Linked DNA regions of Gossypium raimondii: region 1 is linked to region 2. Evidence: chromatin contacts called from public Hi-C data. All regions are on one chromosome and are shown on one strand. The core of a region is the stretch at or near the end of the contact, and the rest is flanking DNA. Distances in the headings are between cores, read along the strand shown.

Region 1 (2,700 bases), core at 132-2,631, 140 kb before region 2:
TGCAACTTTCAATTAGGTAGGTATATACATATTAAGGTCAAAGCGGGAAATAGAGAATCTGATAGCAATTTCCAAATAAGAAAGCTTGTTTTAAACATTAAATAAACAATTTCTTGTTTGGGATAATATGTCTAATCCAAGAAAGAAACATGTATATGGCAACACCAAGCTTTTTAATCAAGGAAATAGTTGATAAGTCAACAAAATCAACACCCAAAATCCCATTTAGAAATACAACTTTCAATCATCCCAATCAGAAACCAAAAACCAAACATAAAAAGATACAGAATACAAGGTAACATTCACTGAAAAATTTAATGTTCACACAACGTAAATAAAAAAGATAAAGAAAGAAACATAAACCAAAAGTTACCTTTTATATCCTCCGAGACTGCTGAAACTTTATCCTCCCCACCCGATTTATTGTCATCACGTTTCTCAGTCTTTCTATCGTTTCTGTCTGAAATTGTGTTAACAGTCAAATTCGCATCATTATCCACGCCCGAATTCTGCATTTCTTTAGCCACCTCTAACCTATGCCCCTTAAACCCAAAGCCAGATCTTTTGTACTCTTTGCCCCCAAGTTTCCCTTGATCATAAGGCCTTTGTCTCCTTCTCCAGGAGACCTGTTGAAGCGCGTAGGAGACCTCAGCAACAGAAAAGTACTGCTGCATATGAAGCACGGGGTTCCAATTAGATCTCCTTTGTTGAATGCAAGCAATCACGGCTTCATACTCCCCTACTTCTCCAACCTCACGCAAATGTTGACAAAGAGAGTCAATCATAGCATTGGCGGCGGCGAATTCCCCTCGCAACCAATAGATGAAGCCATCACGCTCATCGGGGAACCATTGCCGAGGATGGTGCTGGTGGATCTCACCTCCAGCAGCTCCACCTCCGCCGCCGCCAGCTCCTGCAGCTGGAGGAGCAGCAAACTGCATTTTATCAGATAAAACTACATTTCCCGATGGCATTGCCATTGAGAAAAACTCCCTAACCAATCGAGGAAAAAGAAATTTAAAATACCCCCAACTCAGATCTAACTAATTCAAATCCCAAAAATCCAACCAACACTAAAAATTAATTTAAAATAAGATAGAATTAAGTGAAAGAAAATTGAGCAATTGAGTTTTAATCTTCGATTCCAATTGGATCTAATAAAATATTTAGAATGAGAAAAAAAGTAAGGAGAAAATGGTGGTCTAGTTTAGTCAGATCTGGAAGCTAAGTCTTTGCAATGCTCTTCTTTTGTTGTGTGATGGGCGTGTGAAGTTACAGTAAAAGAAAAGTGTGACGTGAAGATGGGGAGTGTCAATGCTCAATTTTTTTAAAATAAAAACACATCTAGGGTTTGATTTTTTTCATTATTTTAAGTTGAAAAGGGAAAAACAAAACTAAAAAAATTGCTTCTTCGTTACGCATGTGGGTGGGCTTAAATGGAGTCCAAACTTTTTTTATTTTTCAATGATTTATATGTATATTTTGAGATTTAAATAGAGTGGTTTAAGAACGTATACAATGTGCGAAGAAGCTGAATCACACATGCATAATATTTTGTTTTTATTCATAATTCGCAAATTGAAGGATATTAAAATTTTATGGTTAAAGGTTTATTTTGATGTTTTATATATAAAGAATTTTTTTATTTTAATTTTTTTGAATTATAATATCAGAGTAAAATTCAAACGATTCAAACTCAAATCGCATCCGAGATAATGAATACCCTTAACCATCAAGCAATAGTGTGAAATTCAAAGTATGTATTTTCACTTAATTTTTAGATTTAAGCGCGGAGGCAACCACTAAACATTTTTAAAAATTAATTGAACCCCTAAAAAGCATTCATTCATTTAATGTATTAATTAATATAATAGAACTGATGAAATGAAAAATAAATGTTCCAAAAAACAATTTGTTGTTAACGAATTTGGATAATCCTCAACAACACAAATTACATTATCTTATTTTACTAACATTTCAAAAATGATATGGTTTAAAAGAACCCTAATCCATCATTGGATTATTGAGAAGAAATAAAGTGGAACATTTGTAGAATTCACACCTTCGATCAAAAGTCTGAAAAATGATCTCCACAGGATTTTCCAGGTTTCAAAGAAAAGCAAAATATATCTAAATTTTGAATAATAATTTATTTTTTCGGTACATGTTTGTAAAAAGAAAAAATCAACATTGATACTTAATGGAAACAATTTGAGGAAAGATTCATCCATGATCTTATGGAATATTTTTATGATGGTACTTGAGATTTATTGATTTAGTATGTTTAACCATTGTCATAGATCATTATACGATTTATCCTATTCGTTCTACATTTTTTTCATTACTTTTTGTTTTGCAACTCATGCTTTGTAATAAGGTATAATGTAATCATATTTATTGCGGATATTAGTAACAAACACACGAATTCTAGAATTCGCTTTCACCACGTGTAAGATTGATCTGTTGTAATTTGATATCTCAAATTAGGCTCCTCGACACTCTTAATGAGTTTATTCTCGAGTAATTTAATGTCTTTTTCATGGTTTTCATTTATTTTTCGTTCTTTAGCTTTAATAAGCTCTTCAAGCATTTTATGCTTATTTTGTCCTATTTTGAGACCTAAATTGGCTAAGGGTGCCATTTGGACCCTAATGAGTGATTGAGTGGTGTAGGAGCATGTTGGTGACCCAAAATTGAATG
Region 2 (2,700 bases), core at 198-2,697:
TTTGAAGGGAAAGGAAATAAACAAGGAAGGAAGAGAGTGTAAAATTGTAATACATATAATGAAGCAATGGGGTTGGTCCTGAATTTAGAGGCAAGTGCATACAAAATGACATGGTTATAGAATCATGACTTGCCTTTTTCTTTTTTTTTTTTGTGAATAGTGGGATTTTCGTCGCTGAGTTATTTAGTACAGCTGCTAGCTTAGGTAGGGTGGAGTGGTGAGTATAGGGTTTGGTTTGCTGCAATGCAATGAATGAGGTTAGCAAACATTATTGCACAACAAGTGTTTTGTAGACCTAGGAAACTTTGTCAAAAGTTTCAATCCAACCATTTCCAAATCTGGTTCAAATTCAAGTGAAAAAATAAAAACCATGCTTTTGTGCTTTAGTTTTCAGTGCTTAATTATCCGTTGAACATATTGGCTGGAACTTCTTCGAGGCATTGTAACTTTGCAGACCCCGTTTTAGATATGATAATTTAAGATACAACCCAGATTTGATTTGCTACGGACAAATGAGCAATGAGAAGGAATATTAAGTGAAACTTTAGAATGACCCATTTTATGTGGGTTGGGGTCAACTTTGAGGCCTATGTCAAAATGGTTATTGGCTGGCAACAAGTATTACTAACGGCATTTTTTAGTCCTAATATAGATCCAAAATGGCTAAGAGCTTAGCATCAATCTTCTAGAGCCAGGCCTAGTTTGGCAATCACAACTTCCTGGGCTGCTGGGAGTTCGAGACTCAGGTTTTAAGCTTAGGTCGTGATATGGATCAATACAAGTTGATCAAGTTCTTGGTTATAAAAAAGAAGATGAAACATGTTTGACCCGTAATAAGTTTTATACATATATTATTATAAAATAATATAACTAGTCATTTTAAATGACTATAACTATAAAAAAAAAACTCAATTAGCATTGCAACAACGTGCAGAATGTGAGTTTGATCTCACTTAAGATTTAAGGGTTTGGGAGGATTTATAGGTAAAAGAAAGCTTGTATAAAAAGAAAGATAGGTAATGAAAACTGGTATTATTATAATTATATATAAAATTACAATATATGAGAAATAATCATATTACACCCTCATTAAAATTACATAAAAGAGTTATTTAAATATACTAGCAAAAAAGTAAATACTAAGTAGTACAGTTATTATTACTTTTACATAAAAACTTCTCTTTGGCAAGATATTATGGAATTATTTACAAACTTAAATTAATGTATTTTATTTTAATTTAAAATGCAAGAAATATTTGAAGAGTTTAGCTAATCGCACAAGTTGAGTTTTAGAAATGGACGAACTAAATCATTAGTAAAATTTATGATATGAACACCTTTGGCTTTTCTTATGGCTCCAAACGCTGCCTATTCTCCGCAATAACCCCAAACCACAAACAAACAATCGAATGCAAGCCTTACTAAGTTCTCTGCATGATTGGTAATTGAAACCATTAAGTCTCATACATACTTTAATTAGCCCCAATATTGTTCATGTTATTGGAGTTGTCACCATTGAATCAGCCGGCTGGACGGTTTGGTAGTATCTTCCCCAATCAAACCAAAAGCTCTCTTTGTTAATGGCTCAAATGATTTTATATAACACTACTGACTACTGAGTTCTCCATCTAGGTTCTGCAGATGCAATGGCGCCTAAGAGCAGAAGCTACCAAATTTCTGCAACCCCTGTTACAGTATTTGGACATTTGTTGTTTATAGCAGTGACAACCCTTGTGCTAGTTTGGCTTCTCAAGTTCCGGGAAGGCCTTGCTTCTGAATCTGCTAATAAGTTAAAGATTTTCAATGTGAGTTCATTTGCGTTGAGAATCCCTTCTCTTTCTTCAGAAACTGTTTCATATCTTTGTTTCTATATGATATGTGGAGGACCTATTGTTCTTGCATGGATCAGTTTGCTTCTATGCCTACATTTTAATCTCTTTCAGCTCCCCCCCCCTCTCATTTGCAGCTTCATCCACTTCTAATGGTGATTGGATTCATATTAATGGCTGGAGAAGGTAAGTAGTAATTGTCAGTGGCTTTTCATGTATATTAACATAATTAATTCAAACATTATGTCTATGTTGCTCTACTCTTTCATTTTCTTGAATGTCTAATGTTCCGTACGATATATTTCCAGATTATATATTAGAGTATCATTGAAGACCACCAAATATATGAAAAACTTTTAATGAATTTTATTGAAATAAGGAAATCTGATTGAAAAGTGATGTGCATTATTGTTATGACTGAACATATATATAAAACAGCAATCATGGCATACAAGTCAACCCCAAGTAGAAGAGACATACAAGTGCAAAAGGCAGTCCACCTAACATTGCAAACCATTGCTCTTGGTTGTGGGATCTTTGGGATTGTTGTAATCTTCAAATTCCATAATGAGACCAACATGCCTGACATGGTTACCTTACATTCTTGGCTAGGCATGATTACCATATGCTTATTTGGTTTACAGGTACCTAAAATTTTAATCAATTTCATTCTAATTCAGTTAGGAATTTAAAACAAAAACATCCCTATCTGGTATTGCAGTATTTGCTAGGATTCTTCTCGTATGTGTTCCCAGGTGCAGAATCATATTCAAGAGCAGCCTATCTGCCATGGCACACTTTTGGTGGCTTACTTATCTTCTTCTTAGCAATATGCACAGCTGAGATGGGATTGCTTCAAAAGTTCCTTTCG

The links. Hi-C and Micro-C count contacts between places; a contact is called where the count stands out from the background.
Region 1: a Hi-C map of leaf shows a contact between it and region 2, with 2.7 times the contacts expected there. The contact joins the promoter of LOC105794329 here to the promoter of LOC105796177 in region 2. A contact is called at or near these places in 2 of 2 Hi-C or Micro-C datasets (both in leaf).

The regions. Positions count from the first base shown.
Region 1 is chr3:42,708,325-42,711,024 of ASM2569854v1, reverse strand. LOC105794329 (hypothetical protein) reads right to left here and starts at 1,381. Exons shown (of 8, transcript XM_012623462.2): 1 at 374-1,381. The coding sequence starts at 980.
Region 2 is chr3:42,566,605-42,569,304 of ASM2569854v1, reverse strand. It overlaps LOC105796177 (probable ascorbate-specific transmembrane electron transporter 1), which reads left to right and starts at 1,447. Exons shown (of 5, transcript XM_012625779.2): 1 at 1,447-1,540; 2 at 1,633-1,805; 3 at 1,967-2,015; 4 at 2,268-2,473; 5 at 2,551-2,700. The coding sequence starts at 1,495.